Linked DNA regions of Macaca mulatta: region 2 is linked to region 1. A link is a contact called in public Hi-C data. All regions are on one chromosome and are shown on one strand. The core of a region is the stretch at or near the end of the contact, and the rest is flanking DNA. Distances in the headings are between cores, read along the strand shown. Region 1 holds the start of CNP (2',3'-cyclic nucleotide 3' phosphodiesterase). Region 2 holds the start of DNAJC7 (DnaJ heat shock protein family (Hsp40) member C7).

The links. A called contact is a pair of places that touch in the nucleus more often than the background predicts.
Region 2: a Hi-C map of cortical neurons shows a contact between it and region 1, with 4 times the contacts expected there. The contact joins the promoter of DNAJC7 here to the promoter of CNP in region 1. A contact is called at or near these places in 3 of 14 Hi-C or Micro-C datasets (CD4 T cells, cortical neurons and liver).

What each region holds. Positions count from the first base shown.
Region 1 is chr16:66,305,446-66,311,787 of T2T-MMU8v2.0, reverse strand. CNP (2',3'-cyclic nucleotide 3' phosphodiesterase) reads right to left here and starts at 3,817. Exons shown (of 4, transcript NM_001035528.3): 1 at 3,668-3,817; 2 at 1,931-2,603. The coding sequence starts at 3,670. ODAD4 (outer dynein arm docking complex subunit 4) reads right to left here. Exons shown (of 11, transcript XM_028836483.2): 11 at 4,883-5,538. The coding sequence ends at 5,523. LOC144335718 (a long non-coding RNA gene) reads left to right here and starts at 5,855. Exons shown (of 3, transcript XR_013406840.1): 1 at 5,855-6,342.
Region 2 is chr16:66,355,889-66,362,230 of T2T-MMU8v2.0, reverse strand. It overlaps DNAJC7 (DnaJ heat shock protein family (Hsp40) member C7), which reads left to right and starts at 2,700. Exons shown (of 14, transcript NM_001261251.1): 1 at 2,700-2,800. The coding sequence starts at 2,724. It overlaps NKIRAS2 (NFKB inhibitor interacting Ras like 2), which reads right to left and starts at 2,562. Exons shown (of 4, transcript NM_001194812.2): 1 at 2,514-2,562. LOC144335717 (a long non-coding RNA gene) reads right to left here and starts at 5,564. Exons shown (of 2, transcript XR_013406839.1): 1 at 4,861-5,564; 2 at 2,705-3,420.

The sequences.
Region 1 (6,342 bases), core at 2,568-5,067:
GGGCTTGCTCCTGGCCAATGTCACTGCAAGCACCACAGTTCACTGCAGAGTTCAAGTTTAGGAGCTGAGGAGAAAAAAGTTCTCTGAGAACCCATACTGGCACAAATTCCCTGCTTCTGTGCAATATACACAATGTCAACAAACCAGAGTGGGGCTATTTCAGGTATAAAGATCATGTAAAATTGGGGGTGGCTGGGCGCAGTGGCTCATGCCTGTAATCCCAGCACTTTGGAAGGCTGAGGCAAGCAGATCACCTGAGGTCAGGAGTTCGAGACCAGCCTGGCCAACACTGTGAAACCCCATCTCTACTAAAAATACAAAAATTAGCTGGATGTGAGGCCGGGCGCGGTGGCTCAAGCCTGTAATCTCAGCACTTTGGGAGGCCGAGATGGGCGGATCATGAGGTCAGGAGATTGAGACCATCCTGGCTAACACAGTGAAACCCCGTCTCTACTAAAAAATACAAAAAAAAAAAAAAAAAAACTAGCCGGGCGCAGTGGCTCAAGCCTGTAATCCCAGCACTTTGGGAGGCCGAGACGGGCGGATCACAAGGTCAGGAGATCGAGACCATCCTGGCTAACACGGTGAAACCCCGTCTCTACTAAAAAATGCAAAAAAACTAGCTGGGCGGGTTGGCGGGCGCCTGTAGTCCCAGCTACTCAGGAGGCTGAGGTAGGAGAATGGCGTGAACCTGGGAGGCGGAGCTTGCAGTGAGCTGAGATCCGGCCACTGCACCCCAGCCTGGGCAACAGAGCAAGACTCCGTCTCAAAAAAAAAAAAAAACAAAAACAAAAAAAAAAAACTAGCCGGGCGAGGTGGCGGGCGCCTATAGTCCCAGCTACTCGGGAGGCTGAGGCAGGAGAATGGCGTAAACCCGGGAGGCGGAGCCTGCAGTGAGCTGAGATCTGGCCACTGCACTCCAGCCTGGGCAGCAAAGCGAGACTCCGTCTCAAAAAAAAAAAAAAAAAAAAAATTAGCTGGATGTGGTGGCACACACCTGTAGTCCTAGCTACTGGGGAGGCTGAAACAGGAGAATTGCTTGAACCTGGGAGGCAGAGGTTGCAGTGAGCTGAGATAGTGCCACTGCACTCCAGCCTGGGCGACAGAGGGAGACTCTGTGTCAAAATAAATAAATAAATAAATACAATTGGGGGCAACCAGAAATGGCCTAAAGGCATATAGATGGATTAGTGGGTGACATTTCTCCAACAGGTCACTGCAGGAGAGCCACCAGGACCCCTCTTTATCCCAAACTTACCATTGGAGCAAAAAGCCCATGCCAAGAGAGAACCCGGCTAGAGTAGCCAGAGTCCAGGGTTCAAGCCCGTAAACCCCACATCCCTCCTGGGCCCGTGTTTTTCCATCTGAAAACAGGTTTTGGCCTAAGTGTGTGTCCTCTGGAGCTGTAAGATGCCACAAACCCATGAGTAAATCAAGTAGCCCAAGGCCTGAGAACCATCCCCAGTGAAGCCACAATAGTCCTAGTTTTAATTTTTTTGCAGCTTACAATTTCATGTCATTATTATTATTTTGGAACATTATTCTGCTGCTAAAAATGAGTTGGAGAACACTGGGCTTGATTCCCCCTCTAAGGTTACATTAGAAGAGGACTATTTCCTGTTACTACAGTTTTTCCGACCTCCAAGACGGGACGGTGGTCTACATTCAACCTGGGAGAAGGGTGTCAGAGAGAAGAGGGCTAGAAGGAAAGGTGTAGTAGGAGGAAAGGAGCTCTGGGAAGCCCCCATGTTCCCAATGTGCTGCCAACTCCCCAAGGCTACCACTGGGACATACTGCTTGCCCCTGCCCGCTCTGAGGTGAGCCTTTCTCTGCCTCCTGCTGCTTCGTGCCCCACCCTATGGTCCTATGCCCACAGCGCCCTGTGCCCAGCAAGGTAGGCTTATGAGTAAGGCCCCACCCTGCCACCTACATTGTCGCAGCTCCTTCTTGAAGGCCTTGTGGTTCCCCAGCTCTTCCAGGAAGACCTGGCCGGCTTTGCGGAGGATCTCGGAGCTCTTCTTGGACAGGAACCAGCCGAAGTAGAGCGGCAGGAAGTCCTTCTCCAGCCCAGGCTTCAGCTTCTTCAGGTCATCAGCCGACAGCTGCCACTGGTTCTTCTCCTTGAGCTGGGCACAGTCCAGCCGCCACGCCGTCTTGGGCTCCACCAGCACCACCTGGTACTGGTACTGGTCGGCCATTTCAAAGAGCTGCTCCAGCCGTTCCCGCTCGTGGTTGGTGTCATCTAGCACAAGAATTCTGATATCCCGGCGGCGGCAGTAGGCAGCCAGGTCCTCATCGAGCCGCTTGTACTCCTCGGAGAAGGCTCCTCGAGCGCCGGGGGTGATCTTGTAAGCGTCGGCCGACACCATCTTGGTGCCATCACGGTACTTGTCCACGATGGCCCGTGCCAGCGTGGACTTGCCGCTTCCTGGCAGGCCGCGCAAGATAAAGAGCGTCTTGCACTCTTGCAGCGTGGCCACCGTGTCCTCATCCTGAAGGAAGGGAAACTGCAGCTCAGGCTTGTCCTTGGCCCCTGAGGATGACATCTTGCGGAAGAAGATCTTGGGCAGGAATGTGTGGCTTTTTCGGGAGAAGCCTCTGTTCTGTGTAAGGAGGGGAAGAGATGTCAGCCCAGGTCATTCGCGGGCTCCCCGCCGGCCTTACCCCTAGTCCCTAGACTGGGTGTGGGTGCCTTCCGAAGCAGGGCAGTGCTGGACCTTCTGTCCCTTTCGGTCCGGGAGCACCTTTCCGCTTCTGGTCGTGGAGGAGGAAGAGGGAAGCTTGTCTGAAGCTCTCCTAAGCGTGCGCTTTCCCCATTGCTGCCACCTCGGAAAGGAAAACGTGCTGGAGGCATGCAGGGCGTGCCAGGAGCCTGCGGTTCTGGGACTGGCCTCACTCTTATATGCTTGGCACCTACTAAGGACGTCTTCTTTGGAGGTGGGGGTCTCTGTGTCTGGGCCAAGCCACAGCTGCCACGGCTGAGTGCACAGAGAAGGGTGGGGAGTGGAGAAGGGTTACCCCAAGACTGCCTCCCTTCCCCCAACAATGGCCGCAAGAGATAATACTCTCTTGTCTGGCATGCGGGGACAATGGTCCCACAGAAGGGCTGGTGGGGGGCAGGGCAGGAGAGCACTGGACAAAGGCCCTCTTTCACCGAGCCTGCCACCTCCTCCTCTACCCTCTCCCGGCCCCCACAAAGTCGTGGTCTTTGTGCCTGTCCAGGACAAGGCAGCACAGGGCACCTGCAATCAGGATCCAGCTCTGCCCGCCGCTGTGCTGTGTGTCTGAACCGCCTCTCGGAGCCACTTGTTTTCCTATCTTCTAGAAGCCACAAGAGAGGGCAGCTTTTACCGTAAAGGGTCCCCTCCTCCGAACTGGCTCCGCCTCCCGCGCGCACCCGGGCGCGGGGCAGCGGTTCCGCGTGATGAGACGGTCCCGAGTCCCCTCTTGAGGAACGCTACCGTTTCCCTCTCCAGCGGCCTCTCCGGCACTCCGAACCCCCCGCCCAGCTTCTTCCAGACCTCAGGGCTGCCCTGAGTACCAAGACAACTGGAAGTCGAGCCCGGAGCCCCGGGTCCTCGTTTGCAAGACGCTTCCTGCCGAGGGGCCCCGACACTCGTTTCCTGCCCCGGTGCTACCCCGTGCCCGGCCCCGCCTGGCCTCTCACCATGATGAGGAGGGGCGCCGCCGTCGCCGCCTCTGTCGGCACCAGCGCTCCGGGGCCGCCCGCCTGCGCGGAGGGACACGGGAGTCCAGCGGTGGCACGACCCGAGCCCGGCCGCTTTACATAGCCCGGGGGCGGAGCGGGCACCCGGGCGGGCCGGGGCGGGCCGTCCCCTCTGCGCGCAGGCGCTGCGAACCGAAACCCGAAACTCCCGCCGCGCGCGGGAACCCCGGCCCGGCCCCGCCCCCTGCGCGCGCCCGCCGCGCCACGCGCACCCACTCACTGCGCCTGCGAGCTGGACGGCCGCTACCTTTTTCTGTGTGTCGAGGGGTAACTCAGTCGCCCTCCCCGGTCCCGTGGATTAGCAGGAAGTGAGTGAAGCAGGGTCGTGCAAGGTTGGATCCTATCTTTAATTTTTGATATTTTATTCATCATGGACTTTTGCATTAATTAAAAACTTTTTTTTAAACCACATTGGATTAAAGTATTATGCAATTTGCTGGCATCCCGGTAAACTCTGCATCTGAAATGCCTCACTGACCTCGTCCGGTCCCTGTGCCAGCCGAAAGTCAGTCTCAGCCCCGACCTTTCCTTCTAGAAGTTGTGGAGACAGACCAGGATGGCAATGGCCAAAGGGACAGATGAGTAACGGAGTGAAATCCTAACATCCTCTGAGGCCAGATGCTCAGCTGCCACCACCTCTGTGAAACCACTGAGAGCTCCGTTGGATTTTTGAGTTTCTTGTACCAAGTGCTGTGCTAAGCACTCAGTCCTCGCAGCAACCCCTGAGGCAGGTATCCCATTGTTCAGAGAAGCCAGCTTGGCGAGCCTGATTTACCTGATTGTGCCACCCAGAGTTGTCAGAGGTGGAGTCTGTCTGCCCTCCCAGGCCACTCCCCTATCTTTGGCCTCAGTCCCAGCATTCGCTTAGTTCTGGCTTGGGGCATTCTCCTGCCTGTGCTAGCTGGGGCCACCCCACCACTGTTCCATCCATAAAGCCTCCCGGTGTCCTGCGCACTGGAAGGACTCAGTCAGTCACCGGTGTCTGGGAAGCACCTCTCCTCCCAGGCCTTCCCCTCTCCTCCTCCCTGTGACTTCTCATTCCCTGAAGCTCCTGTATCTTCACCCTCCTGAAACCCTTTCTTCTTGGCACCTTTCTCTCCACGAGGCTCTTCCAAGAATGGGCAGGGGTGAGGAGACAAAGTGACAGACTCAGGGTTTGCAAGAGTGAAAGACACCTATTTAATGGCAAAATAGTGACGGAAAGCAGCACAAGTAAAACCCTCATTTTTCCTATTACAGATAAATCGCTTGAAAATCCAGTTTAATAAGATCCCGTTATCCCTCTGAACACCAACTTCCTGATCCTTATCCCTACCGGTGTCTTCATTCATACTCCTTTTCCATCTCATTTTCTGTTTTTTTCATTTCTCCTATTTCCCCAAATTGTGTTTTTCCCAGTTCTTCTGGCTCTCTTCTGCCCACTTCTGAAAGTTTATTTAGTTCTTCTGGTTCCTGTCTGCTGAACTCTCCTGAGAGTCTTTGGCCTAATTCTCCTGAAGGCCTCCTATAAATTTCTCTTGACTCTCTTCTGCCAGCTTCTAGTAGCTTCCTGCCTGTTTCTCCTGATCTTGTGCCTAATTCTCCTGACAGGCCCTTGGCAACTTCTCCCAAATCGCTTCTGGCTTTTCTTGCTTCCACACTCTGCTTTCCGCTTGCTGTGCTCTGCAGAGCTCCCCCAAAAGCCTCATCGTCCTCATCCGTCTCTCTCTCATCCTCAATATGGTCCCACTGCTTCACCACCTTCTCGGGCTCATCTCTCACTCTCCTCATGTCCTTCTCTGTTATTATTCTATCTTCATACAGTAAAGCTTCTGAAAAATAAGAGAAAAGTGGGAGGAAAGATAAAAGTTTGTTCATGTCAGGCCGGGTGTGGTGGCTCGCGCCTGTAATCTCAGCACTTCGGGACGCTGAGGCAGGCAGATCCCTTGAGGCCAGGAGTTCCAGACCAGCCTGGATGACACAGTGAGACCCTGTCTGTACTAAAAATACAAAAATTAGCCAGCCATGGTGGTTGGCGCCTGTAGTCCCAGCTATCTGGAGGCTGAGGCAGAAGAATCACTTGAGCCCAGGAGGTTGGAGCTGCGGTGAGCCAAAATCGAGCCACTGTACTCCAGCCTGGGTGATAGAGCGAGACCTGTCTCCAAAAAGGGAAAAAAAAAAAAAAAAGAAACTGTTCATCTTTGTGGAGGCCTGTGCTTTTGAGAGGCAGATGAAAGAAAGGCCCTGAGAATGACTGTTTTTGCTAGCTTTTTAAATTGGTGTTGACAGCACACCTTTCCAAAAGCAGAGAAAGGGAACCATCATTTACTGAGCCCAGCTCCGTCCCGCGCATCACGTGAGGACTGTATAGCTTATCCCATCCGGACATCAGGAAAATGCGCACTGCCGTTGATTTGAGTTTGCAGTCAAGGGACCTGAGACTGATAGGAAGGAAATCACATGGCCGGGCGGCATGGCTCATGCCTGTAATCCCAACACTTTGGGAGGCCGAGGCGGGTAGGAGGCCAACAAGGTGAAACCCCGTCTCTACTAAAAATACAAAAATAAGCTGGGCGTGGTGGCGGGCGCCTGTAATCCCAGCTACTTGGGAGGCTGAGGCAGGAGAATCGCTTGAA
Region 2 (6,342 bases), core at 1,451-3,950, 52 kb before region 1:
TTCCTCCCGGGTCGGTGTAGGCTCTGCCGGGCCCCGCCCCCGCCGCCTGCCCTCTCCCCAGCTTCCGTCAGACAAGACGAATTCCGGCAGCGGAGAACGGGTGCGGACCGCGCAGCTCCCCCAGAGGTCGGCGGGGGAATGACGGCCACGACCTGGCCTGGGTGTGTGCGGGAACCCAAGGTTCTAGACTCCCTGGACGCGGGCCGCTGGTTGTCCTGGTGTCTCTGAGGCCCAAATGTTCTCCCTCTAAAGGCGATCAGGGTACAGTAACTCTTCGTTTACTCAATCATTCATCCGTCGAATGTTTTCTGAGCATCTTCTCTGTCTGTGCCATGTGCAGGGCCATATACTGAGAGAAAGTGGACGAGTTAGATACGGTGGCTGCCCATCAGAACTCACGGTCTAGAGAAGCTAGATGTCTAACAATTACTGAGGTGCTGTGGGGCACAGCAAAATGGCATTTAACTTTGAGTCAGCAGACACTGAAGAGCTTGGGGGAAAGGGTGTCCTAGGGTGGAGGAAACATGGCTACAAGTCATGGCATTTTCTGGAACTATGAGAACTTGGGTTCAATATTGGTGGTAGAAAGGACCTAAATACTGGTACTCAAATTAAATCATTAAAAAAAAATAAAAGAAACAGATAATCAAAGGCTTTGTGTGGTAGGCCAAAGAGATCAAACTGACGGCAATGGAAAGCCATTGCCAATGAAGTGACATGATCAGTCCCTGAAGAAGGTCACTCTGGCAGAAGAGGCAAGACTGGACAGAGATGAAATTAGGGACCGATTAGGAGACTATTGCTGTATTCCAAGTTTTTTTTTTGTTTTTTTTTTTTTCTGTTGCTTTGTTGTTGCCGTTTTTTGTTTTTAGGGACAGGGTCTTACTCTTTTCTCCATGCTGGAGTACACTGGTGTGCTCATAGCTCACTGTAGCCTCTAACTCCTGTGCTCAAGTGATCCTCCTGCCTCAGCCTCCCAAGTAGCTGGGACTACAGATGCATGCCACCATGCCCAGCCTATTCCAAGATTTAAAAATATGATGAGTGCCTGAATCGGGATGGAAAAACGGAGATGGATTTGGGAAATATTTGGTAAGAGAATCAACAAAACTGAGCAACAAATTGGAAGCCAAGAGTGAGGATGGTTTAATCCATTTAACAAGATATGGAATTTAGGAAAGATAATAATTACATCCAGCATTTGTTTTTTCTGTTGTTCAGGTGTAGGTAGACAATGAAAAGTTAAGTTTAAATATGGTAAGCTTTGGGGATTTGTGAAACATACAAGAGATATCCAGTAGATAGTTGGATATGCAGCTGTGGAAGCTGAAGAAAGGTCTAGGTTGGAGATATGTAGAGTTGAGAGTCATCAACAGATGGAAGTAAAGCTGTGGGAATAAATGAGTTGCCTTAGAACATAAAGTGGGAAGATGGTGAGACAGGTTGGCTAGCATTAGACTGGACTATGAGCCACTGACAGGCAGGGCAGGTGGTCTGTAAGTCTTGTGCCCTCACAACCTAGCACAAAGTAGGCGTTTTGGAAAGGGCTATTGAGTGATTGGCTCAACGAATGACCCCTCCTTTCCAACCTAGTAAGCTTGTCCTATCCCTCCCTACTCAGTGGTCGCTGTGGTTTCAGTTCCCTCCACACTGGGATAGGCAGGGTAGGAGCATTGGCACATGCTGTTTTCCTGGAAGAAACAGGTAAATCCTTTTAAAAATTCCTTTGCCCTCTTCTCATTTTAGCTACTCTTAGCTTTACATTGTAAAGCTACTCCTAATACGCCTCCAATTTAACCCCAGAAAGCTCCAATTCAATTCAGCTCCACAAATAGTGGCTTGGGTGAGGGAATAACAAGACAATTAAACTGTGCCCTTGTCCCCTGTGAGTTCTCAATCCAGACCGCATTCGGCAAGACAAGCGTGATGAGTAGAGAGTTTATATAAGAGGTAGGAGTAATGGGGACACAAGAGCAGGGACCTCACCCAGCGAGCTTCCTTATAAACTCCAGGGCAGGGTCTGGGGCGCCATGTGTCAGCTTTCCTAGGCTTAATGCTGAGATGGCACTCCCAGGCGGCTGACATGAAAGCAGCCTCGTAAAAGGGTCAGCGTCATTAGGGTGATGAACCAGTTGGTGTTTGGAGATCCGGAGTGGATGAAAGGCGCAGGATGAAGACGCCCTACGTTCCCCTGGCTTGATTGGGTAGGGCTTCCAGAGAACGATGAAAGCTGGGGGAACTGGGCTCAGAGTGGCTCTTGCCTTTCCCGGGAAGAAGCTGTGAACACACTCCAAGGTCGGAAAGGTAGCAGTGGGGACTCTTTCCCTACAGTCTTGGGTCACCTGGTCCCCACCCAACCCAGACTCCACGGAGCCTTTAAGGAAGACTCTCTAGGATTGGAAGTTGCTATGGCAACGAGGCTCTTGGAATACTGAAACCAATCAAGCCCTAGAGAGGCTACCACCCGTACACCTCCATTCCCATCCACGGGTAAAGTGGCGCCGCCTACGCACAGGCACAGTCCCTGGGCTCCCGCCCCGGCGCGGAGACCACCCTGGACATCCGGGGACGGGAGGCCGCTCTGGCCCCAAGCGGAGCCTCTCTCTGGTAGACGAGCCCGAGGGAGCCCTTCTGGGCGAGGCGCCGCTGAGCTGCTCTATGCTCCAACCGGAAGTGCTCTTCACCGCCGGCCTCCCACCCAGCTCTCTGGTCCCGGCGGTAAGATGGCGGCTGCCGCGGAGTGCGATGTGGTAATGGCGGCGACCGAGCCAGAGCTGCTCGACGACGAAGAGGCGAAGAGGTAACCGGGTAGCAGGGTAGTAGAGGAGGCAAGCTGCAGCTCCGTGGCTCAGGGAAACCCGTTCCTGCCATGATGCAGCCCCCAGCTGTTGAGGCGATGCCCCGCCCTACGCAAACCCCCCCCCAATCTGAGATCAAGGCCGGATGGACCCCCTGAAGGGGCGCTCTTGGGGGTCGGCCTTCCTCTCCCGCTTCCGCCTGGCGAAGGAGCTGAGGCATGGCCTTCTTCTCCAGCTGAGAGGACGATCGTCCTTATAGGAGAGCCCGAGTCTCGGAGGGCAATTTCGGAGGTCTGGTGCGAGGGGGGGGGGGCGGCGCGGCGTCGATGACGACTTCCTTACATCGCCCCTGACTCCCTCCTTCTCGTTAACTTCTGTGCATTGTTGCCTGTCTGCACTTTCCATCTCTAAAACCTTTGCTCTCCTCCCCCCGTTTTCCTTTTCGATCACTAGTCTGGGTTCGAGGTGATTGTGTGTCTCCATAATTGACCTGGTTGCCCCCGGTTATCCCAGAAGTCAAGGATGATAGAGAAAAAGGGAAGAGCGAGGGGCTTATCTCGTGTTCTCTGTGTCAGACTCCTCTTCCCCTATCCTTCCTGGGTGATCTTTATCCTTCCCAGCACTGTTCTTTCTTAAGTTAAGCACCAAGGAAGAGGGCAACTGCTTGGGCGCTGTTGGCACACCGAAGCAGCCGCAGTGGTTCGAGACTGCCAGTCGGACTAGCCAAGGGAGCTGCTGAGTGAGTGGTTTTCGAGAACGCTCTAGATTCTGGCAACAGGCCAGATTATTGGAAATGGGGTTGGGACAGAGTTGTGGGTAGTCATACGTGTTCTAATACTAAAGCAGAATTGACAAGAAGGTTCTAGAAGTTTGGAGCCCTTTCCTTATCAGCTGCAGGTTAATCTGACCCTTTTGTTCAAGATGCCTACAGTGCCCTCAGTCTTATTCCCACATACTTTATATTTTCATACCAAGCCCGTTATGTCTTCAGGCTGGGTAATTTGAGGTGGTGATGTAGAATTAGTTCATGAGATCTGAAATCAGGATTCTGAGATTTTTACTATCTGATGAGTTAGAAATATAAGAACGGAGGCCATGAATAGTTATCAAGCTTGAAGGTTGTTACCACAGCCAGTGTCTCAAGTTCCTGATCTGTTGGGAGCTGGGGGGCCTGACAAAGTGTAATAGGTCCCTGGGATATCAGAGAAGCCAGGACACCAGAGTCCAGTCTCTGTTCTTAATTTTGAGCTTTCATGTTGTTCCTGCTTCTTTCTAGATATTTAAAGTTAAGCATCATCAACCCTTATACATCATTAAAGAGCTGCAATGGGAAACAAAATTTCTCCCAGTGCAGACAGAGCTTAATTAATTGTAGAGAGTTACTTGGATTTGGAAAGAGTTCAGTGTTTCTTTATATTATAAATAGGGATTTGGCCATAGGTAATTTATTTATTTATTTATTTTTAATTTTTTGAGACGGAGTCTCGCTCTGTCGCCCAGGCTGGAGTGTGGTGGCATGATCTCAGCTCACTGCAAGCTCCGCCTCCTGGGTTCACACCATTCTCCTGCCTCAGCCTCCCCAGTAGCTGGGACTACAGGTGCCCACCATGCCCGGCTAATTTTTTTTTTTAATTTTTTTTTATTTATTTTTATTTTTAGTAGAGACGAGGTTTCACCGTGTTAGCCAGGATGGTCTCCATCTCCTGACCTCGTGATCCTCCTGCCTCGGCCTCCCAAAATGCTGGGATTACAGGCGTGAGCCACTGCACCAGGCTGGCCATAGGTAATTTAAAAAATTCATCCTACTCATTGTCAATCTCTGATGTAGAGTGTCCCTATTTTGGACTTCATTTCAAAACCTCCTATCTAAAGCAAATACATTTCTTCAATCACAGCCTTAGAGGATATTCTATCATAAAATTGGAGTAAATGAACCTGAAGACGCATAATAAAATAGGTTATGCTGTAATGTGACCACATCACACAAAACATGGTATTTTATAGCAGTACAACAAAATAAGGTAAACTACCTTATTACTTAAGTAGCCTGTAATCCCAGCACTTTGGGAGGCCGAGGCAGGTGGGTCAGCTGGGGTCAGGCGTTTGAGACCAGCGTGGCCAACGTGGCAGAACCCTGTCTCTATTAAAAATACAAAAATTAGCTGGGCGTGATGGCACGCACATGTAATCCCAGTTACACAGGAGGCTGAGGCAGGAGAATTGCTTGAACTCAGGAGGTGGAGGTTGCAGTGAACTGAGATCGTGCCATTGCACTCCAGCCTGGGTGACAGAGTGAGATTCCATCTCAAGAAAAAAAGTCGTTGATTGCAGAATGCAAATTATTTTATCTGTCACTAAGAAAATATAACTATAAATTAAACATGACAACATGTATTATCCCTGTAGTTCAAATAGTGAGAGAAAAAAATTAATTAAAAAAGGAAAAAGGCTGGGCGTGGTGGCTCACACCTGTAATCCCAGCACTTTGGGAGGCCAAGGCAGGTGGATCACCTGAGGTCAGGAGTTCGAAACCAGCGTGACTAATACGGTGAAATCCTGTCTCTACTAAAAATACAAAAAGTAGCCGGGCGTGGTGACGCACACCTGTAATCCCAGCTAGTCGGGAGGCTGAGGTGGGAGAATTGATTGAACCTAGGAGGTGGAGGTTGCGGTGAGGGGAGATCATGCCATTGCACTCCAGCCTTGGCAACAAGAGCAAAACTCCATCTCAAAAAAAAAAAAGTTACATTAAAAAAAGAAAAAAATGCATTCTTATCAGACTTTTATGTTTCTCATATATAGCACTCTTTTCGACAGAATTAAACATGTTTATTATATACCACTTTTGTGCACAAGTCAAAAGGAAAATAAGGCTGGGCGCGGTGGCTCACGCCTATAATCTCAGCATTTTTGGAGGCTGAGGTGGGCGGATCATGAGGTCTGGAGTTCAAGACCAGCCTGGCCGACATGGCGAAACCCCATCTCTACTAAAAATACAAAAAATAGCTGGGCGTGGTGGTGGGCGCCTGTAATCCCAGCTAATCGGGAGACTGAGGCAGGAGAGTCTCTTGAACCCGCCGGGAGGCGGAGGTTGCAGTGAGCCAAGGTCACACCACTGCACTCCAGCCTGGGCCATGCAGCGAGACTCTGTCTCAAAAAAAAAAAAAAAATAAGTTAAATAAACAAAAAAATCAGTTTAACTTTTTGCCATATCAGACATCCTTAGAAGAATAAACATTGGCCAGGCGTGGTGGCTCACGCCTGTAATCCCAGCACTTGGGGAGGCCGAAGCAGGCTGATCACCTGAGGTAGGGAGTTCGAGACCAGCCTGACCAACATGGAGAAACCCCATCTCTACTAAAAATAGAAAAAAAAAAATAGCCACACGTGGTGGCGCATGCCTGTAGCCCCAGCTACTCGGAGGCTAAGGCAGGAGAATCACTTGAGCCCGGTAGGCGGAAGTTGTGGTGAGCCGAGATCACTCCATTCTCTCCAGCCTGGGCAACAAGAGCGAAACTCTGTCTCAAAAAAAAAAAAAAAAAAG